5 separate regions of the Sus scrofa genome follow, and all the other regions are linked to region 4. Evidence: chromatin contacts called from public Hi-C, HiChIP or PLAC-seq and promoter capture Hi-C data. All regions are on one chromosome and are shown on one strand. The core of a region is the stretch at or near the end of the contact, and the rest is flanking DNA. Distances in the headings are between cores, read along the strand shown.

Region 1 (4,351 bases), core at 92-2,591, 260 kb after region 4:
ATGGTCAAAATCTTCCTTCAGTTCCAGGAAGGCAGTAAGCCTGGGAATATTTTCCTAGAAAAGTGCTGCATACTATACACAAGTTTCCCAGGCAGTCTTACTATGTGTTCTTTCTTCAAAGCCTGTTACTAACAGAAAATTTATTTAGGCCAAAGTGAACGGTGACGTTTTCAATAAGAAGCTGAGTGCCTGTTAGAAACCAAACACTCGGTCTGGGTTAAATGGAACATACAGACAAGGCTGTTCTGAGACAGAGACCCCAGACGGTGAGCAAGGGGAAATGCAGGTGGACTGCTTGCCAGAGAATAGATTATCAAGATAATCTAACCCTGAAAAAAAACTTCATTATTGACAAAGTGCAGTGACAGAAATAGATACAAAGTGCCAAAGGAGAATATAAGGGCTTCCACAAATGTTACTTATATATTCATCTTTCCATTCAATTTATAAAATTGCTGTAATTGAGTACCTAATTCCCAAAATAGAAAAAAAAAAAAAAAGGGCATCTTCCCTTCCGAAGGGGAAAATTGTAAATTACGTTGGAAAGTCATATCCAAAAAACCAATTAAAACTGCACGTCGGCCTAATTCAAGATAGCGCTACGTGTGCCCTGGGACCCAAACCGGTTTTAACTTCACTTGCCAAACATCAGGGGCGCGCTCACTTCCACAGACGCCTGGGGATCGATGACGTCGGACACGATGATCACCTCCTTCTGCGCCTCGTCGTATGTCACCTGCAGGCCGGCCACGGCCTGCGCCGCGCCCTCCACTCCACTCACCGCCACCAGCACGTGGTTGTTGTCCGGGTGGGAGATGGGGTCCAGGGGCTTCACGGCCAGGTGGCATGGAAGCCGTGCCCGCAGCCGACCGAAAGGGCTCACCATCAGCGCCCACTCTTTCAGACTCGGGCGCGCGGGGCCAGACGGAGAGACCTCGGGCTTGGACCCACCTGAGCCGTACATCCGGGCTTGACAAGCCCCACATGCCCAGGGCACTGAGGCCTCGGGGGCCCATGCTCGCAGCTGACAGAGCCGGAGGCAGCCCAGCCCCCATCCCCAGCGGAGGGTGAACATGGCGCGCCCCACTCACGCTCCCTAGGATCACCTGTCACAGGCCAGTCTCTCCGTAGCCAGTGGACCCGGCCACTGTGCCTGCTCAAGTCAGAAAGTAGACTTTAGAGAGGGTCTGCTGACGCAAGGGCAAGGCCGCCCACTTCCCTCAGCAACTTAAACCTCAGCTGCACACGCCTTGGCGGCAAATTGTAATTTGAAAGTTCTAAGTATCACAGTGACCAGGGACTCCTCGCCTACTCCTCCCCTTTCGCAAAGGCCAATGGGATAGGTAGTTCTAATGGAGGACAGCCGTCGGAGGGCTCCTGCAACTTATAAACTACATGTCCCAGGAGGCAATGCGCAGAGCTGTGCGCGTAGTAAGAGCTGGTGTTAGATAGGACTGGGAAGGCATGCGCCCTTTCTATCAAGCCCATTAGCCATTGGAGGGACTGGGGGCGGGGGGGAGGGGAAATCCACATAAGAATCCAACTGGCCAATGGAAAGCGTAGAAGGCGCAAGATGGGCAAGTCTGTATGGTTTCCTTGGATACCGAGGACGCGATTTCTTTGGAGAGGGTGGAGTTTTGGAGTGAGACCCAGGAGGCCATATCCACAGAAAAAAATAGGAATTTAAATAAGGATCAAAACCAAGGGAAGTGATAAGAAACTGCGCTTTTAAAGGTGAGAACAAGATCAAAATAGCATTATCCTCAGTGAGTGGTTAGATCTAGACCTCACTGAACTCGTGCGCGGTACCCTGTACGAAGAATCTCTCCGCAAGAGGGTAAAGACCAGATTAGTGTTTATTGAGGAAACTCCATATTTTACAGCAAATGTAGGGATAGCATTAGAATTCCTTCCCCTTCCTGACTCTAAGTGATTTTAGGCCAGTCATTGAATGTCTATGGGTTTTAATGCTGGTTCTTAAAATGAGGCCAATAATACCTCCCTTGCCTTGCCTCAAAGGGTTTTTGCAGGGATCAAATGAGATAATGGGTGTGAACACGATGCATTGGCTACCAAACTGTTGTCTAAATTACAGTATTTTTATTTTATAGCATATACGCTAAGTTACCAAGAAAAATCTGAGAGATCAGGACTGGTGTTGACAGCAGCATTGTTCTCTTTGACTACAAAAGATCCTCAGTTTTAGGACTAAAAATATACGAGAGTGAGAGAGAGAGAGACACGGAGTGAGTCAACACAGTGCAATGGGAAGAGTACGAAACTCGTTATTTTCCTGGCTCTGCCGTTGTCTGTCTGTTACCTACCTCTATTTCTTTAGCTTTAGGTGAAGAAGGATTGTGCTAAATGACTCTGTGAGGTCTGCTTTACCATTTATTATTCGGTGGGCAATTTTAAAAATGAGGAAAGATATATTTCCTCCTTTCTATCTATCGCTCTCTCTCTGTGCCCCTTCCTCCTCCTACAAATTATTCCCTAAATTATTCAGCAAAGATACACTGCAAACAGCGACATTCAGTAAAATGCAACAGCTGAAACTGAATGCCTTAAAAATTGAAGTCCTTGGTCAAGTGCAATGACCAGAATTACTGGGAGTTATAGTGATAGAGAGATGGGCTAACGTCCTCATGGGCTCAAGTCACAGGGTTCTTTGCTAGCCATTACCTTTTTAAAAATTCACTGTTTTTCTTAAGTTATCCTATCCTTTTTCCTTTTTGCCCCAGTCCTTCCTTTCACCTTGTGAAGGCTCACGATAGGTGCAAGCTTTTAGCTTTATTTAGTATTAAGTTCCCACTGAATACTACTAGTTCTTAGCTTTGTGTTTTATTTGGTCATCATTATTCAAACTACTCTTCAAACTGTCTTTTTAATGAAAACACATGGAACTAACTTTTGAAAAAGGCATTGGTTTAAGAAAGTTGAGAATACACTCAAATTTGTTGTACACATGCCAAATATTTTTACATTAAATAGGAACTCCAATAGATAATTTTGTTTCCATGATAATTTTTCCTTTTCTTATACAAACCAAGTTAGTGGAATTGGCAACTGAACAATAACTGTTTATGTGGCAAAATCATTGCTCTACTATTTTCAAATATACAAAATAACATGAGAGAAAATCACTGAAAAATTACTTTTCAGACCATCTGGGTTTAAAATGCAGAGAATTTACTTGTAAGATATTTTTATACCTTCAGCTTTTAAATAGCCATTCCTGTGGTCATAACATATACACATGATAAGGGTGTAAGTTATTAAAAGAGTTCAGTTTAGCAATATGCATAAAGCACCTTAAATAAATGTGTATCAATGACCTGGAAATTGTCCTTTTTAGAATTTAACATAAGCATAAAATTAGGGATATTCATGAAAACTTAGTTCGAGGAATTTTGTTTTATAGGGTTACTTATGACAATAAAGAATTGAAGCAGTTTAAAAGTCCAAAAATAGGAGGTTGTTACATGAATTAGTATACATCTGGAGTATTATACATCAACTTAAAATTCTATTTTGAAGATTATTCAATGATATGGGAAATCTTCCTTGACATAACTATAAGGAAAACCCCACAATTTTCTTTCTATATATGTCTCCTTTACTCATGTAACTTCACTTCTGACACTTCCAGTCACCAAATGTGTGGAGGTTTTCCCCCACAACAAGTGACACCAGCTCGATGTCCCAGAATTTAACTAAGTTTGATACTAATGTCAGATTCCACAGATCAAGGGCTCAGTTCCAACAAACTGCTCCCATCCACTTCAGATGCCAATCACTAGTAGGTCTTCAGATTACTGACAACTTCTATCCAATTTGGCTACAAATTGGAGATTTCCACGACTGACCTTCCCAGGTTCAATTAATTTGCTAGGGGAGCTCACAGAGCTCAGGAAAACATTTAAGTTTATCACCTTCCCAAAGGATTTGATAAAGGATACAGATGAACTACCAGATGGAAGAGATGCAGAGTACGAGGCAAGGGAGGGTCTGGACTGCAGGAGCTCCTGTCCCTGGGGAGTTGGGATGTGTCACCCTCTGGTGTGGCTGTGTCACCCTCTGGTGTTGATGTGTTCAGCAGCCAGGAAGCTCTCCAAACTCCAGATCAGTGGGATTTTTATGGAAGCTGCAACATATAGACATGATCAACAATTAACTATATTTTCTGTCCTCCTTCCTTCCCAAGAGATTGGAGGACAGGGATGTAGATTCCCAGCTGCTAATTGTGTCTTATTTTTTCTTGTGACCAGCCCTCATCCAAGAGTCCACCCAAAGGCACTTCATGCACACAAAAGACACCCCTATGATTTAGGAAATTATGAGGTTTTCAGGA
Region 2 (4,409 bases), core at 470-2,969, 410 kb after region 4:
GTCCCCTGGGGCTGCTCAGTGAAGTCACAGCTCACAGGGCCATGCGCACAGCTACAGGATATGAGCCAATGCACTGTACAAAATCATTTCCTCTGGGGTCACCCTGCATGTACCTCAGTGGCCAAGGCTGTAACATGGAAGTGGGGTATAAAAACAACAGCTCTTTTTTTTTAACAGAAGCTGACCTTTAGGAGGTGTGAAAGAGTTCCACTGACAAAACCACAGAAAAGCCTGTGTGTGCATATGCTGAGCATCCTCTTCCCCTGGTTTCCCTCAGCTGAGTCCCCCTTGTTTGTCAAGACTTGGCTTCCACATCACCCTCTCTGAGAAGCCTTTTCCAACCACTGTCCCTACTCCCCACAAGCCCTCACCCCTGCAGCCTGCAGCTGCACAATGCCAGCCCTCTAGTTTAGAAGCTGTGTGTTAGCATTGCTTCCTCACATGCTAAAGATAAAGCAGCCCCCTAGGGCATCCCAGCACCAAGCCAGGGACTGGGCCCTACAAACATTTCCTCTCATTTTCTTCCCACCCTTGCCCTGGGAAGGACAACACACAAAATGAATAAATGGCTTGCCTGGGAGTACAGAGTCAACATGTGGCCAAGCTGGAGCCCAGTTCTGTCTGCTTTGAAGCCATGCTCCTCCCTCATAACCACACTGCTTGTCTAGAGGCCCCTCGTCTTCGCACCCCATGACCTAGCCTCCTACCCCCGTGAGCTAATAACCCAAATGAAAGGACCATGCAAGTCAAAGACCCTTCCCTCATCAGACAGCTGGAGAGAAAGCAGCCTTAAGCCGAGGGAAGTATACTATTCAGGTACAGCAGAGGGCATGTTAATTAGATCAGCTCTATGAGGAAATGTAAGGAAAATCAACAGTGGACTTGTATTTGCCAAGGACGTGGCAGGGTGCAGAGGGATGGCCAGGGAGTTTGCAGTTAGTAGATGCAAACTATTACATTTAGAATGGATAAGCAATGAGGTTCTACTCTATGTACAGAACAGGGAAGTATGTCCAATTTCTTGGGATAGAAAATGATGGAAGATAGTATGAAAAAAGAATATATATATTTTTTCATATTATTACAAGGTCACTTTGCTGTACAGCAGAAATGGAAGGAACATGGTAAATACTTTAATTTAAAAATTTTTAAAAAGAAAAGAAAACAAACAGTCAAAGACTCCTCTGGCAAAGGCACGTTCAGCGGCTGTCCCCAAAGGACCTGATGCCAAGAGAGGCGTGAAAGGAGCTGGGTGACCATTCTGATGGGAAGATAGGAAAGGGTGCTATTGGAAGTGATTTCCCTGCCAACCCACAGTGGGAGGGAGAACCATGTTACAAACAAAATATGGTATGAAACCCAGAAGGCTTCATTACAGGTCTTTTCTTACCCGCACTCCTTGCTTCTAGGTTAGAAATCACCCTACAAAGAAATTAGCCAATGTTATTCACACAGGAAGCATTATTTAAAAGAAAAAAAAAGCCACAATACCATACAGAGACAATGTCCTTTAAAAGCCCATAAAACCACTGCAGAAACTGTTTTCGGGCTGTTGCAAACCTCAAAAACTTTAATCAACTTGGCAAAAGCCACATTAGGCAATTATAAAATCTCATAAGTCTTTAGTGCAAACAATGACAATAACGTAGAACAATTGCGGCACTCAGTTATTGGAAATAATGGGAACAGAAAATAGAACAGGAATTGGAACGGAGCCTATGCTTGTAAGCACTCCGAGATGACTCATCTACCCAGAAAATACACTTTCAAAACAAGAGCAGGCTCACCAGCCCACTAACACTTTTTAAAAATCAAACCACTGTTTGTACCCACCCCTAACATGCTCAGTTAATAAACGCTTTCTTTACCACTTTTTCCTACTAAGTCATCCACCCCCAGGATGTGAATCTAAAAAGTTTAACACATAAACTTTTCCCACTAGAAACTGCAGCTCCAAACTCAAGACTAGGGTGCAGGTGGCTGCATTCCTAAGCAGACAGCATCATCTTGCTAAGGTTACACAACACAAGTAAACTATTTTCCTGAGTTAACTGTAAAAGATAGCTATCTTACAGCTAAACTAATCCCTCGTTTTACTTACTTCATTGCATTATCAAGAATATTTCTCACATACACCATCGACCTTCTTTTTCTTGTTTTCTACAAATGAGGACACATCAGAGGTGTGGAAGTTGAAATTTTGTGGGTGACATTTTACACACGGAGTCATAATGCAGTAAGAGTTAAGAGTTCAGAAAAAGAGATACTTTCCAGGTAATCAGAACACCTAGATTCTTTAAAAATACTAGTAAAAAAAAAAAATCAGTTTTTGGAGTTCCTGTTGTGGCTCAAAGGTTAGCAAACCCAACTAGCATCCGTGAGGACTCGAATTCGATCCCTGGCCTTGCTCAGTGGGTTAAGGATCCTGCATTGCCTTGAGCTGTAGTGTAGGTTGCAGATGTGGCTTGGATGGATCTGGTATTGCTGTGGCTGTGGCGCAGGCCGGCAGCTGTTAGCTCCCATTGGACCCCTAGGCTGGGAACCTCCAGATGCCATGGGTGCAGCCCTAAAAAGACAACCCCCCCCCCCCAAAAAAAAAGTTTTATTCTGAAACCATTACATATCTCCAAGGAGTTAAAAGTCACCTATATATTATGTACAATAACACCACAACTATATCAACAATGCTACTTAGAGAGTTCACGTACCCTCCCCCACCCCAGTGTTTACATCTCATATAAATAACTATAGTGCAACACCAAAATCAGGAACATGGCACTGGTACATTGAGTGTGTACTTCTGCCACACTTTGAACACATGCATAAATTCACATACCACGAGGTACCACCCAATCAAGACACACAACAGCTCCATCACCTCGAAGATCTCCCCTTGCCTACCCTTTACAGGGGTCACAGTCACTCTTCTGCTTTTCAACCATCCCACATGCCCAGCAGCCACTAATTTGGGAACACTTGGATTTGTTTAAATCAATTTATCATGGAGTAATGCAAGAAAACAGGTCAGTCCTGCTTTTTCTATGGACATGCCATGTGTGTCTCTTAAACTCTTTGCATTGCGTTTCCTCTTCAAGAGGAGAGAGATCAGAGAAGCACCTTGGTCAGCCTACCGGACGTTAGCAGCACCCATCAACAGCGCCTGGCAGCTGGGGAGAGCGCTGTGGACAAAGCTAGCCTTGTGACCTCAGGGCATCATCTGACCTTTATCCACTAAGTTTCTGCTTCTAGCTTTGCTCTCAGGAACCCACACGTACCTCTTCCGAGATCAGGCTGAGCCACTCTCTCCTGACCATGCTGTTGTTATAGTGTAAGTGTGGCTTGGAGTACTTAACATATTCCAGGTTGGCATTCAGTTTTTCCCAGTAGCCCTTAAAGCTGTGCACCTGCGGGAGACAAACACACCAAGAGCTTGAGAAGCAGGTCCTGTGGCCCAAACTACCTGCTTGGGCCATGCAGGCCTTGCAGCCAAGCTGGGCTCACCTCACAGCCTCAGCTCTCGTGAGGCAGCATTTCTGAGTGAATACTTCCTACAGTGGATGGCATCCTTGTCCCAAGAGGAATTCTAAAATAGAGAGGCTCAAGGAGTCTTGCCTCCCTCCTTCCTTTTGAGCCCCTTTTGCACAGAGAGCAAGCTGCTCATGTCCCCAAACCAGCAGGACTCCCCTGGGTGAGGGCTAAGCTACACTGAACAGAGTGAGTCATTTCTTCCCCAGAGACCCACGTTGTGTCAACAATGCCCTGGTCAGTGAGAGAATGCTCACCAGATTTGCAGCACATGGAAAAATAGATTTACTTTCTGCTAAGTTTATTGACTTCCAAAGGATCTTTTTCAAAACTCAGGAATCAGAAAGGTAATGTAAACTGCTGTCACATTCAAGGTGTCAAATACTCCAAGACAGGATTGATAGTCATCCATCCCATCTAGGCTTTTGACGTGTTGATATAACTGTACTACCCTGAAGCAAAAAGACATCCTTATGTCATTTTTAAATAAATTGCAAGAGTGATACATTTTTTAATGTCGAAGGATATCCTGACTCAAACATTGTTTTTGTAAATTAATGAAGATGGATTTATGATATACACTTTCTTGCCAAAATATATGCATTTATAAAAGATTTGACTGGGTTCAAGGGTACAACGTGTGGTCATAAATCAAAGGGAGCTAATGCCCGAGTCCCGTCGTGGCGCAGCAGAAACGAATCCGATTAGGAACCATGAGGTTGCGGACTCCATCCCCGGCTTTGCTCAGTGGGTTAAGGGTCTGGTGTTGCCGTGAGCTGTGGTGTAGGTCGAAGACACAGCTCAGATGTGGTGTGGCTCTGGCCGTGGTGTAGACCGGCAGCCACAGCTCCTATTCTACCCCTAGCCTGACAACCTCCATGCCT
Region 3 (4,545 bases), core at 46-2,545, 370 kb after region 4:
TGCTATTTACAGTTCATAGCTATTTAAATGTGGTGCCTGCAGGGACATAAAACTGCAAGGGGATCAAGACAGATGCATAGGGTTGACAAAGATCAAACCCCACAAACTAAAGTGTCCTCTGCACTGTGCTGGATCCTATCAGACTCCCCCTGGGCTCCAGGAATTCACAAGAGACTTGAGTGTGTTGGGTAACATCCCTTTATGTCACTTCCTTCAAGAGCAACCAAGTGCCCTAACCTCTTCTGTGGATTTTTATTATTTGATCCTTGTCTGTCTGCTTGATTCTGCTTCGCGTCCCTCGCACCATGAAAGGGATGCAGGGCCTATGTTTATATTCTAGAAGATAATTAAAATTCACTTTATTTTGAAACACGTGTAACAAGTCTCAAAACAGTTTAAGTAACCTAGAGTTACTTTTTAAAATAACAACATCTGCATTGGCTGAGAGAGCAATCATGATTCACTTTGACCTCTTTTTCCTTAAGTCAGAGCCATCGGTCAAGACATACCTGTACCTGGGCACTGAACAGAGATGGATTTATGAGGAACCCAATGAAATGAAAGTCTTGGGCTGCTCACTTGCATGAACCTCTTCCAAGTTCCTCCCCTCCGCCCCCGATTTAGCATTTGTCATTTCTGACACTTTTTTTAAAGACCGTACAAGTTCTACCCTCATAAAACCTAGATCTGCCCCAGAACTAAGCAAGATCCCAGGAAGAAAAGCACCACACAGCAGGGATGGTTTCAGCCTCCAAGCATCGGTTCCCCCGGCCCCCAAAGTCCACCGTGATCCTCATGGGATCCTAAGATTGTTGAGGCTAAAACAATCTTGTGTGAATCCACAGAACATAACACAAAGTGGTGTTAGGCCAAGTCAGCTCTGATCTTGGCCTTGCCACACATGAACTTGCCACTTCTGTGACTGTGGGAACATTATTTAACCTCTCTTGGACTCAGTCTTAGGCAGGGGTCCCTAGAGGCAGAGAATAAGACAAGTATTCACTGAGGAAGAGCTCAAAGGACAGTCTGATAGAAGAGTCAGGGAAGCAGGAGAAACCCAGGGAAGAAGCGGAGCCAAAACATGCTTTCAGGAGAATCTTGGTTCCAAGCTGATCCCACGGGGAACTCCAGGCCATGAATTGCAACTCAGAGGTTGTTCCACCCTGAGGCAGGGGGGGTGGGCTGATCTGTCCCCGCATGGGTGAGTCATCAGTCATTCATCAGTCACAGCCTGCTCCCCTCCTTCCACCCTCTATTTCCTGACGAGGCAGCTCTGCCCAGACACAGCCTACCCAGAGACCAAGCCTGGGCTGCAAGCTGCCTCTGCACCCTCTGAAGGATGCACATCCCTCCGTGAGGGAAATCTGAGCAGAGCACCACCAGTATTTGTTACACTTCGTTTTCTCCTCTTCAAAATGCTAACAACCATAACTACCTTGGATGGTCGTTATGAGTACGAAATGGAATAGTAAAAGCTTGCTGCATATGGAGTTCCTGTCGTGGCACAGTGGTTGACGAATCCGACTAGGAACCATGAGGTTGCAGGTTTGATCCCTGGCCTCGCTCAGTGGGTTAAGGATCAGGCGTTGCCGTGAGCTGTGGTGTAGTTCGCAGACTTGGCTCAGATCTAGCATTTCTGTGGCTGTGGTGTAGGCCGGCAGCTGTAGCTCTGATTAGACCCCTAGCCTGGGAACCTCCATATGCCTCGAGTACAGCCCTAAAAAGACAAAAGTCAAAAAAAAAAAAAAAAAAAAAAAAACTTGCTGCACAGCACAGCGAGCTAATACTGAGAAGAACTCTACACCTTGTAGTTCTCTCCTATGTAATTTTCTTAACTGCTCCTGGTCCAAGATTACCTAATTTAACAGGGTTCCCTTTCTTTGCTAGGATGAAGTGGTCCACCATCAAGCCATTCCTGTACAAATTGGAAAAGAGATAGAAAAGACAATGCGCAAAAAAGTGTATGATTGAATATGTTTTATTTGTTGTCCTTCCCTGCCCACTCTCCCCTAAGTTATGTGTGCATGCTAAAACAAGAATGTTAACCACTGAACGCATCAAATTACTGTCATAGTTTTAGAAGTATCTGCGCTTGGCCCTGCCTAGGCTGTGTAGATCAAGTTCTTTCAAAGAATGCAGTGCAGCATATTACTGTCATTCCTAATACTTATTTATATCTTAATTTGGGGACAGTATTCTCTTTCCAATTGACAAATCATCTCTGTTTAGAGAACTCCAGTTGACTTTAACAGGGCTAGGTATGGAATAAATTATCTGAATGGGGTGGAGTTTCATGATCTGGCTCTATGTCCACCTAAAGCAGGTGCCTAAAGCTTGAGGGATAGTAACTCTTCACTTGCCACCTATTCATGGGTGTAAGACCCCCAAACGTTCAGAGTAGATTTGGAGGCAGAAACCACTGAGGAATTCTCAAGGTTTAGAGGAACCCCAAAAGATAAAGAAGTGAAGAGACAAAAATCTGGAGAAGAACTACTATGAATCCTCTGGTGACTGACCTTAAAAGAAGAGGAGGAGTTGCCATTGTGGCTCAGAGGATAATGAATCCAATGAGCATCCATGAGGATACGGGTTTGATCCCTGGCCCTGCTCAGTGAGTTAAGGGTCTGGCGTTGCTCTGAGCAGTGGTGTAGGTTGCAGGTGAGGCTCGGATCTGATGTGGCTGTGGCGTAGGCTCACAGCTGCTGCTCCAATTCCACCCCTAGCCTGGGAACTTCCACATGCTACAGGTGTGCCCTCCCCCCAAAAAAAAGAGGGCAAAAAAGAAGCAGACACTAATTGTTCTAAAAGCCAAGACCACCAGCGCCAAAGTTGAGAAATTTACGTCTGTTCAGGGAAGCTGGTAAGGATGAGGGTAGAATCCCAGGAGACAGTAGCAGTGAGGATCTGAGGAGCAGGTTGGGGCTGGACAAACCCCTGCCCTCAGTGGAGACACCTTCTAAGTCCCACTCATCTGTGATCTTCACCCCACTTCTAAGATCACTGAATTTATGACTATCTGCTGCCTGGTCAGGGAGTAAAAACAGGTAAAGACAGCAGGGGCTCAAAAGAAGGCAAATGTGTGTGTGTGTGTGTGTGTGTGTGTGTGTGTGTGTTGTGTACACGCACATGTATATGCATGTACGTATCCCCCACAGAGAAATGGAAAAGAAAAAACTCACCCTAGAATGCGAATTCAAAGAGCTAAATGACTCCCTAAAGAAAGTTGAAACCAAAATTAACACTATAATGGAAGAGAAGGAGGATGTAATAAAGGAAGTTGAAGGCAAACGAGCCTTACTTGAGATTAAAGAACGAGAATATAACCAATTAGTCAAGCTACTGGAATTAACCAGAGAGAATGAAGCAGCTTCACTAACTGAAAGGTTAGTTATATTTATGTGGTTCCTTCTGTCATCTAAATTTTTCTTTAGTTTACATTCAAGGATACAAACATAGTCTGAAACATATTTACATTGATTCGATAAACATTTTTGTAAGAATGTTAAATCAAGTTTTACTACAAATAAAAGATGTATTAATAAAACACTTCGAAGTATTTTTTCCACCCTTTATTCACTGTCTTCATTTTTTGTGACCAAAGCTTAAGGCTACAATCTATCGTATTTTTATAAGTTTCTGAAATGCCCCTCTGGAAAATTGTATCATCTGAGTGTGTTATAATTGAGGGATCTTTTTCCTGAAAATGATGGTATTTCTGAGGTAATCATGATTTTTTTTTTCCTAATGGGAGAAATTTCATGGTGTGATTCCCTGGGGGTGTATTAACTTCCATTTTTAAGTAACATTTCAGGGAAACTAGCAAACTGTCTTTGCCAGTGTGCTCTTCCATTGGGTTGTTAACTGTTTTTAGTGACTGACTCTAAATGACAACAACTTGCAATCAAAATTGCTTTTGGCATTACCTACAATTTGATTCTAATATGAGAGGAGTTCTCTATCTATCTGCTGAGCATGCTCTCTTGAAAAACATGAAGGGAAGCTGATGACAAGTCACTTTCATATTCTCTTTTTACTTGGAACAGAGGGATCTTGGATCTCAATTTACGAAACTGTCTCATTGACAAGCAGAACTACCATGATGAACTTTCTCGTAAGCAAAGAGAAAAAGAACGAGATTTTCGCAATTTAAAAAAGATGGAGCTACTCCTCAAAGTGTCCTGGGATGCCCTCACTCAAACTCAAGCCATGCATCAAAGGCTTCTGTTGGAGGTAGGTACTGAACACCGCTATCTGATAAGTTCAGTGCCGTCTTCCTGAAGTAAAAGTATTTCAAGAGTTTGTTTTTGCTCTCAATAGAGAAAGAGGGAATGGAAAAGAAGGAAGAAAAAGGGAACTTGAAAATGCATCCAACCTGTTACGGTGGCTCTGTCCTACAGTAGATTTCGATCTTTGGGTCAACCCCAGAGTAGAGAAAAGTCTTGTTGGGATTAAGCACCAACCTGGCTGGGGGAAGCAATGAGGCCATCCATTTCTGGAAGAGCTAAGGGTTCATGCCAGGGCAGAACCCAAGTGGACCACTATCTT
Region 4 (4,171 bases), core at 900-3,399:
ACCTTTCCCCGACTTTCTTTTCTTAGTGCGCTTCCCTGAGCAAACTTGTATATCCTTTGTCTGTCCCTTTGATATAAATGTACATCTTTTTAAAAGCTAAGTAAGGATGCAACTAGAGATTATCATACTAAGGGAAGTCAGTCAGAAAGAGAAAGACAAACACCATATATCACATCTGTAATCTAAAATATGGCATTTACAGGAAGAAACAGACTCACAGGCATAGAAAACAGACTGGTGCTAATAAAGTGGGAGTGGGGAGGGAGTGGGAGGGTCTGGGAGTTTGGGGTTCATAGATGCAAACCATTACATTTAGAATGGATAAGCAATGAGGTCCTGCTGTACAGCACAGAAAACTACATCCAGTCTATTGGGATAGCCATGACAGAGGATAGTACAAGAAAGGGAATGTATTATATGTATGACTGGGTCACTTAGCTATACAGCAGAAACTGGCACAACGATGTAAATCAACTGAATACTGAAATAAAAAATAGATTTTAAAAAGTCTGCAGAATTTCATCTATCATTCCAGGCCCTGCAACACTGTGCAGAGTTAGAGGAATCTCTCTGGTAACACCATAAGGTCCCTCCCCCACCATGTCCTCTGCCTTTTGTCTGTGGGAAAACTTTAGCCAAAGAATAAATTTAATCGGAGAAGTGAGAAAATGCAGGAGCCAAGGAAGAGAGTTGAATGAGACCAAATAATAACAGTTTAGTCATTAAGCAAAGTCAAGGACCTTTAGTTCCTCCTCAAGGGCTATAGATAATATTCTGAGCCATATCCTATGAACTATCTTGTAGATATCAAAACCCCCACCAGGTAGAAGAAGTCAACTGCACCGTGATCCGCCTATGGCCGTGATATATGCTGCCACCATTTAGAGAACTAGCCTCAAAGAAATGGGAACAAACCCACCCTGGAACTGAAGACTTAACTGTACTTAAAACAATCAAGATGACACTGGTCAGACCAGGGGTGACCAATTTCAAGAAGACTGTCACAGCTGACTTTGCTGTTTCTGCATGTAGCCCCTCCCTCCGCCTATATAAAGCTTATGCCCACTGACTGTCAGCGGGGCATTCATCCTTTGGACAGAAGTGCCCCCCTCCCATTTCTGGCATCAGAAATAAAGGAAACTTTCCTTTCCACCAACCTTGCCTTTTTATTAGCTTTAGAGCAGCAAGAGGTCAGACCCACACTGGGTAACAACTGAGAGAGAGCAAGCTTCAACGTGAGAGGCAATCAACATGCTTTTGCAAAACTTAATCTGTCCGCTGTGACGCCAGACTCAGGCAAGAGAGTTTGGGCAATTTTTCAACCGGGGTTTTGAACAAAGAAATGGAGGCAGGGAAGCAGCTATGAACCCTACCCCAAACAGGCTGAAGATTCCCCTTCAGCACCTGTTGGGGCTTCCCAACTTCACCCTTCTTACCAGCCTCCCTCCTTCCCTCCCTAGGTGGGCTCCTTATTTTACCCCCTGCACTGAAAAGCCATGAGCGCCTGCGGCGGCTTCAACCCCACCCTGGGAAAGCCCTGTGCCCAGCTGGCCCACCTATTAGGCACCCCAAGGCCTTACCTGCGGACCGCGAGGGGCGCAGTCCAACCCGACGGGCACCTCGCCGCTGGCCCCGCGTCAGCCTGTAAATGCAATAGCAGGCACCGGCCGCAAGGACCAGGCCCGCCGCCACCCAGCCCACGTCCCGGGCGCCGCCCATGCTCTCGCTGGGGCTGCGCGCAGCGCTGGGCCTGGCGGGCAGGGTCTGAAGCCAGCGAGACCCTTCGCCGCCCGAGCTCAAGCAGCCGCGAGAGAAAGGAAATGAGGGTCTGGGCTCCGCCTCCCGGAAGCCGCCCAGTTAAAATATAAAACCGCCCACTCGGGCCTGGATGCGTCCAGGCGGCTTCCTAGAGGCTGGGCGGGGCGAGGGTGAAGCGCTGCTAGCGCTCCAGGCCCCAAAAGGACCCAGGGGGCCTCCACAGCCGCCCAGAGGCGGGCTGGCGCCAGGCCGAGGCCCGCCCCTTTTCCGGCGGCCAGCGGCCGCAGGCTATTGGGGGCCTGGGACCAGTCGGTGCCTAGCCCCTCCCCTCCCCGCCGCGCAGTTGCCAGGGCAACGCCGGGACGCGCTAGCCCCCAGCTCAGGCGAGGCTTCGGAGCCGGGTTTGAAGAGCGGGTGAGCAGCGCAGTTTCAGCAGTGCCTCTGGTCATGGCCTCGTTGCGAGTTGCCAGCCCCAGACTGAGGAACTACTTCAAGGAGAACTACATTCCTCAGGTCTGCGAGGTACTGGAGCCACGTGGCAGCGGACTTAGAAGGAGGAATTGCAAGAGATTTCCCAGACGAGGGCCTAGGGTTTGGCGGGGAGAGGGAATGGAGGTTAGGAGGAATGAAAAGGGAAAGGATGAAGTCAGCTTTTGACAGGTTGGCGGTCTGGGCTGAATATACACATCAGAGAGTTGACGACAGAGGGGTAATGGTGGCTGAAAGGGAAGAAGGGGTGACATCTCCCAGGGAGAAAGAGAAAAGGAACTCAGGACAGAAAACCCCAAACTCCAGCATTTAAGGTTTGGACAAGGAAGAGCCTGAGTACTAAAGGATTGAGAATGAAGTGCCCTAGAGACATAGGAGGAAGAGTAGGAGAGTGTGCCCTTATGGTGAGAGTCACCTAAGATAAGGACCACCTTATCTTAATGTCACCTATCCTTCAGATAAGGATCTGAAAAGATGTGGTGGATTTGGCTCAAGATGAGTTTGGGTATTCATTGGAAGGATGAAGGTAGAAAATACACTGAGGTTGGCTGAGGGATGGAAGCTGAGACCTTTAGATGGAAGTCATTCCTTTGTGAAAAGTACCCCACAACCAGGAGGAAGGACTTGTTTCCCTCCCCACCAAAACAGGAGAGAAGAAAGACAGGGGTGGATAAGTTTTGTAGGTTTGGAGACAGGAAGCCAAGAAAGTTCTCTTCTGGTGATTTCTATTTTTTCTACACATAATGGGTGAAATATTTGCCAAGAATATGTACGTTTGGGTGGGGATGGAAGGTGCAGAAGGGATTTTGAGTAGTTATGTGGAGAAGGAGGGAGAGCTGGAAGTCTAGGGAAGGAAAGAGAAGGAGAGCCAGGTAGTGTTGAGAGCCCAGCTTGGGGTAGTAACCCTCCTATTCAGGTAGGAGAACACTTTGGTACAGTCTTCTCTTTTTTGGATGCTAATGTTAATAAATGCTTTGATCAAGCATTTCCACTTCTCAGGGTTTGCTTTAGGGATATACTTGCACATGTAACCAGAAGGATGTACAAGTATATTCATTATGATATTGTTGCGTAGTGAAAATGGTAAAAACCTAAGTGTGAATAGTGGAATGGGATATTGTGTAGAATAAAGTATACTGTATCTTTTGAGAAGAAAGGCTCTCCATGACATCCTAATTTTTTAAAAAATGGAAAAAATATGCAAGTTGCTTAAAAAAGTATCTACTACAATCTAGCTACCTGTTTTCATATTTGTATGTATATGTGTATATATGTATTTTTATATGTATATGTTTGTGCATATATGTCTATATTTAAGAAAATAATACACTTATAGAACATATGGCAAACTATTAACAGCAAATGTTTTGGGGAATGACTTTAGGGGAGAACTCTAATCGTTTATTCCATATACATCTGTATTGTTTTAGATTATTTATTTATTTATTTATTTTTGTCTTTTTGCCTTTTCTAGGGCCACATCCATGGCACATGGAGGTTCCCAGGCTAGGGGTCTAATCAGAGCTGTTGCTTCCAGCCTACACCACAGCCACAGCAACTTGGGATCTGAGCTGTGTCTGCGACCTACACCACAGCTCACAGCAACACCGGATCCTTAACCCACTGAGCAAGGCCAGGGATCGAACCGCAACCTCATGGTTCTTAGTCGGATTCGTTAACCACTGAGCCACAATGGGAACTCCTGTTTTAGGTTTTTTAGAAGGTTTTTTTTGGCCACGGCTGAGATGTGTGGAAATTCCCAGGCCAAGAAATAACCTGAGTCACAGTGGCAGCTTGAGCTGCTGCAGTGACAACTCTGGATCCTTAACTTGCTGCACTACAAGGCAACTCCTATTTTAGTGTTTTTAGCTTGAGTTTCATTCATGTTTTACCTCTATACAATTATATTTGAAAATGTGTAGAA
Region 5 (4,295 bases), core at 456-2,955, 480 kb after region 4:
ATGGAGGTCCAGAGAAAGGACCACTTTGTGATGGAAAGCAGACTGAGAGCTCCTTGGTGTGTTTTCAAAAGTTAAACCTTCAAAAATTCTTTAGATGCTCAGGAGACTTTTAAAAATTTCCTCCCAAAGTGAAGTTTTACTAATAATGACACTAGTCATTAGTCAAACTCACTAGTCAAACTCAAGCCTTGAGCTAGACAAACACAACTCCTTATTTGGGACCAATAACCAAAATGCCAAGACAAGGAACCATACAAATATCCTGCTAAAGCCATAGGATAATGTGAAGATAAACAGTAGGGATAGAAAACTTTCACCAGGGTTAAGGGGAAAGGAGTTGTAGACATGGATATTTTGATAGCCCTCCCCAAAAATGCCCTCCAGCAGTCTACAGTGTTTAAGGAAAACCAAAGAGACAAACTGAATTGGCTAGCTCCTATGCACAACTGGGATCCAGGGTATCAGTGCTTTGAACCTGAACTTAAGCCCTGAAGATGAAACACTTATTTACAGGAAACTTCCCTTCTTAAAAAAACAACCTGGGAAATCACAGAATTCCCCTTCTTTAAAGTTTTGATTGATCAATGCTGAGAAGACTCAAAAGTCACTTTTCACTCCATCAAAATTAAAAAATTTCTAAAACCAAAGCCCAACTGTCCAGAATGCATTCCAATCCATCCTGAAGAAACTGGGCATCACTTGGTGTCTTGCCCCTTGCTGGCCTGCACAGGTGGTCTCTGGAATGGTGGTGATGGGCCTGAGGCTTTGGAAAAGAGCAGGCTCTCAGTTCACTGCTCACAGACTGAAATCGGTCCCCTACCCTCTGACACTTCACCTCTGAAGTGGCATGTCCCCTAAATTATGGACACTGTTCACACAGAAACACGTCTCACAAAAGTGAGGGCAAACTGTGCAACTATTAAGTACTCATATGGTGATTTTCTTGGTGGCCGTGATTCATCTTCTCTTTCTCCTGACTCGAGAGCTCCAGGAGCCCCCAGTCTTGGTAGAGCCCTCACCAGGGTGATAAATCTTTTCAGGCAGGTTAGATGTGAATGAAGCAGCGAGAACCACCCTCCCAACTCCCCGCAGCCTGGGGCTGGAGGAGCGGAGTCTGGGCAGCAGCTCCTCCACGCCTTGCCCTGATGCTAAAGGTACCACTAGTGTCCCCAGGCTTTCTGCTGAAGATGATTTACTATGGGCAACCAGTAAGCCCATAGCTGGAGGGCTCGCAAGAAGAAGCAGTGCAGCTCGGCCGAGATCCTCCCCGGGGGCTGCCCTCCAATCTTCACCCCGGTGGCCGGGTGACAGTGGCAAAGCCCAGATTCAAAGAGGGAAGCTCGCGCCTTCGGCACCAACCTTGGTAGGGGGCACAGGCTGCCGCCGTCCGGCCGGCGACCACCACCCTGGCCCAGCCCGGAACCCTCTAGGTACGAACGACTCCGAGTCCCCAGCCTTGACCGCCTCCTCCTGCCACCACCCCCCACCCCGCCCAGACGCGCGCCTCCGGCACCTGGGCCGCCGCCTCCGGGCGCAGCGGCCGCTGACGCCGCCCGCAGCCACGGTAGCACGTCCTTCCTGAGATCGAAGTCGGCGACAAGACGGAGAGCCATCGCCCGGACGCTGCCTCGGGGCGACTCTGGGGCCCCGCGCCTCGGACATTCCCGGCCCTCCGCGCGCCACCGCGTCCGCCCCTCCTTCCTCTCCCCCGCCCGCCGCTTTCGGTTCCGTCGCGTCGGGGCGGGAGAAGCCCCGGCACCGCCGCCTCCCGGCCCGGCCCGCGCCGCACACCCGAACCACGGGCTGCCCTCGCCGAGCTGGGAGGGAGGGAGACTGCGGCGCGGGGACCAGGGCCACCGAGGCCCGGAACCTTCGCTTGTACTCCCAGGGCGGAGGACCCAGAGGGCCCGAGGATTTGTTTTTTAAGAGACGTGGAGAAGTCGCTAGACCGATGGTTTCCAAGCTATGCTGCACGTTACATGTGGGCGCTAAGCGTTTTGGGACTTGCTTTGAGTTTTTTTTTTTTTTTTTTAATCCCCAGGTGATTCCACTGTGCAGCAAAGTGGCTAGACGGAGGTATTACTAGCTGATTCACCTGAGAAAGTTCAAGTTCACTGCCACCGGGGATTGAAGCAGGCGGCCGCTTGGCCCTATTCGACCCGATTTCAGGGTGAGGGTGTTTTATTAGTGGTATTTAGGTGGTAAGTAGCAGCGAGGAGTGTGTGAACAAGATTCTGAGAGACATACGGAGACGCTGGAAAGGGTCAACCAGCTCAACACAAACAGGGCCTCTGCCTGTTTACACGGTTCCCTACACTGGCTTCAAGGAGGCTGCATTAAAGATTCAGGGAGGGCAGGAGTTCCCGTCGTGGCTCAGTGGTTAACGAATCCGACTAGGAACCATGAGGTTGCGGGTTCAGTCCCTGGCCTTGCTCAGGGGTTAAGGATCCGGCGTTGCAGTGGGCTGTGGTGTAGGTCGGCGGCTACAGCTCCGATTAGACACCTAGCCTGGGAATCTCCAGGAAGAGGACCTGAAAATGACAAAAAAAAAAAAAAATTAAGGGAGGGCAGACCTGTGTTTGCCAAAGGAGTGTGCGGGAGAGAGGGAGACTGACCGGGAGTTTGGAGTTGGTGGATGCAGACTGTTATGATTAGAATGGATGGTTGATGGGGTCCTACTGTACACCCCAGGGAACTGTGTCTGGTCTCTTAAGCTACAACATGATGAAAAAAGAAAAAAAAAAAAAAAAAGAATGCGAATGTGTATGTATGGGTGGCTGGGTCACTTTGCCATACAACAGAAATTGAAGGAACATTGTAAATCACCCATAATTAAAAAAAACAAAAACTTTTAAGTTAAAAAGGCGGGGAGGGGGGAATTCCCTCTGTGCTTAGTCTTTTAAAAGTGCTCTACTTCCAGGTGGACCTGTCATTTTGGGCATCCTCTCATCCCTATCCCTAAAAATAAGCCCACTGTTTTCTTTATCTTGCCACTCAGGTTTCTTTTCATTCCCAAGTGCACACCATCAGAATTGCTTGCCCACCTCTGATGCAGATCTAGTCCATGGTGAACATCAAAACCAGGTTATTACTCTCCCTGAAATAAAGCTGTCTTCATGTCCCCATGTGGCAGACCTTGAGCAGCAGCTGACCACCACAGGATAAAGTCTCTATACTTTACCTGACCCTTCTGGCCTTTTTGCCTAGACCTTTAGCTGCAGGTTGGCCTGATTCCAAAACCCCTGTAACGCCACCTTCCTCCCTCTTAAAAAAAAAAAAAAAAAAAAATCGCCAAACTGTTCCCATCTGGATCCACAAAGCCTTCGCACTGCTTCAGCCCACAGCAACCTTCCCTAACCCGGAACTCCTAGAGAGGTGTTGCTAGTACACCTCATTTGACAGTCAAATACTGTACCAAGACAGGAATTGAATCTTGACCCTTTGCACACACCCCTGCACCAGCTAACAGAGCATCTACAAGGGGCGGGATTGTTATTGAAGAATGAGTCAATTCAGAAATAGACTAAGGAACACTTTGTCACAAGTTTCTCAAAGTTAGGGTCTGAAAACTACATGAATTGCAATCATGTGAGAAGCGGTTTTACAATGCAGACTCCTGGGCTCAGGTCTAGATCTGGGCTAGGCACAGAAGTGTGCTTTTTAGCCAGAGCCTCTGGTGATTTTTAGGCTCCATAAGGTTTGAAACACTTCTCCAAATAAAGGTAAAAGAAACTCTTGAATTTGCCCTAGGGATATGTTTCTCCAACTGAGGTGGTGGATGATTTCAGGCCATTTTCCACTACTTACCATCAGATATGTAGGAAAATCACCCCACCTGCAAAGTGTATGAAGCTTTAATAGAAATGCTTAATGGCACTGCTAATATTGCTAGTGCATAACAGGGAGGCCACTGAGGTCCTGGGGAGTTACTGCAATGAATGTTTCATAGCAAATGGAGCGTGTTGCCTTTTTCATACAGAAACATGTTACTTGCCTATTTAAAAAATTCAGTAAGTTTCTGTTGGTTTTTTCACAGTTAACCTCTATTTTTGGCAAGCAAGACTGATTTTATAATCCTCATCAAGCAGTGATTATGTAAAATTTCACTTCCAAGTAAATTTAAATAAAAAAGAACATAGAGTATGTGAGAAATAGTAAGACACCAGAAAGATGTGGCCAAAAGCATGAAGGAAGTATATGAATGGCTGAGCTTTGGAGATAATTTGCTAAGGAAAAAAACTAGTGACTCGTTTAAAATTTGTGAAAGCTTAATAGGAAAAGAATACTGATGTATT

What was found. Promoter capture Hi-C pulls out the DNA fragments that hold promoters and counts their contacts. Hi-C and Micro-C count contacts between places; a contact is called where the count stands out from the background. HiChIP or PLAC-seq counts read pairs in DNA pulled down with a chosen protein or histone mark.
Region 1: a Hi-C map of skeletal muscle shows a contact between it and region 4, with 5 times the contacts expected there. The contact joins the promoter of FAM185A here to the promoter of FBXL13 in region 4. A contact is called at or near these places in 4 of 5 promoter capture datasets (fetal liver, fetal skeletal muscle and liver), 30 of 47 Hi-C or Micro-C datasets (adipose tissue, alveolar macrophages, blood and 16 more) and 2 of 2 datasets of contacts at active chromatin or transcription factors (alveolar macrophages and skeletal muscle).
Region 2: a promoter capture Hi-C map of liver shows a contact between it and region 4, with 6 times the contacts expected there. The contact joins the enhancer-like site here to the promoter of FBXL13 in region 4. A contact is called at or near these places in 3 of 5 promoter capture datasets (fetal liver, fetal skeletal muscle and liver), 21 of 47 Hi-C or Micro-C datasets (adipose tissue, alveolar macrophages, embryonic fibroblasts and 12 more) and 2 of 2 datasets of contacts at active chromatin or transcription factors (alveolar macrophages and skeletal muscle).
Region 3: an H3K27ac HiChIP or PLAC-seq map of alveolar macrophages shows a contact between it and region 4. The contact joins the enhancer-like site here to the promoter of FBXL13 in region 4. A contact is called at or near these places in 2 of 5 promoter capture datasets (fetal liver and fetal skeletal muscle), 10 of 47 Hi-C or Micro-C datasets (embryonic fibroblasts, epiblast stem cells, fetal liver and 7 more) and 1 of 2 datasets of contacts at active chromatin or transcription factors (alveolar macrophages).
Region 5: an H3K27ac HiChIP or PLAC-seq map of skeletal muscle shows a contact between it and region 4, with 4 times the contacts expected there. The contact joins the promoter of GSAP here to the promoter of FBXL13 in region 4. A contact is called at or near these places in 1 of 47 Hi-C or Micro-C datasets (heart right ventricle) and 2 of 2 datasets of contacts at active chromatin or transcription factors (alveolar macrophages and skeletal muscle).

The regions. Positions count from the first base shown.
Region 1 is chr9:102,916,936-102,921,286 of Sscrofa11.1, reverse strand. FAM185A (protein FAM185A) reads right to left here and starts at 1,341. Exons shown (of 10, transcript XR_002347078.1): 1 at 643-1,341. CCDC146 (coiled-coil domain-containing protein 146) reads left to right here and starts at 1,529. Exons shown (of 20, transcript XM_021102558.1): 1 at 1,529-1,734.
Region 2 is chr9:102,762,786-102,767,194 of Sscrofa11.1, reverse strand. It overlaps GSAP (gamma-secretase-activating protein), which reads right to left. Exons shown (of 32, transcript XM_021102559.1): 21 at 3,276-3,404; 22 at 2,102-2,160; 23 at 1,391-1,422. Among named protein-coding and RNA genes, the nearest start is that of GSAP, 70 kb to the right of the region's middle. Within about 2 kb of position 1,719, at least 28 of the 83 cell types and tissues checked have an H3K27ac peak or open chromatin away from gene starts, as enhancers often do. A contact at or near this core is called in adipose tissue, alveolar macrophages, liver and 5 more, where this site is marked.
Region 3 is chr9:102,809,216-102,813,760 of Sscrofa11.1, reverse strand. CCDC146 (coiled-coil domain-containing protein 146) reads left to right here. Exons shown (of 20, transcript XM_021102558.1): 7 at 1,888-1,961; 8 at 3,156-3,383; 9 at 4,044-4,230. The region is part of intron 1 of LOC110262247 (a long non-coding RNA gene); the gene reads right to left. Among named protein-coding and RNA genes, the nearest start is that of FGL2, 58 kb to the left of the region's middle. Within about 2 kb of position 1,295, at least 7 of the 83 cell types and tissues checked have an H3K27ac peak or open chromatin away from gene starts, as enhancers often do. A contact at or near this core is called in alveolar macrophages, fetal skeletal muscle, omental adipose tissue and 1 more, where this site is marked.
Region 4 is chr9:103,177,357-103,181,527 of Sscrofa11.1, reverse strand. FBXL13 (F-box/LRR-repeat protein 13) reads left to right here and starts at 2,149. Exons shown (of 21, transcript XM_013979811.2): 1 at 2,149-2,280. The coding sequence starts at 2,206. It overlaps ARMC10 (armadillo repeat containing 10), which reads right to left and starts at 1,774. Exons shown (of 6, transcript NM_001244923.1): 1 at 1,581-1,774. The coding sequence starts at 1,719.
Region 5 is chr9:102,692,256-102,696,550 of Sscrofa11.1, reverse strand. GSAP (gamma-secretase-activating protein) reads right to left here and starts at 1,705. Exons shown (of 32, transcript XM_021102559.1): 1 at 1,514-1,705. The coding sequence starts at 1,613. It overlaps LOC110262246 (a long non-coding RNA gene), which reads left to right and starts at 1,141. Exons shown (of 2, transcript XR_002347079.1): 1 at 1,141-1,430; 2 at 2,042-4,295.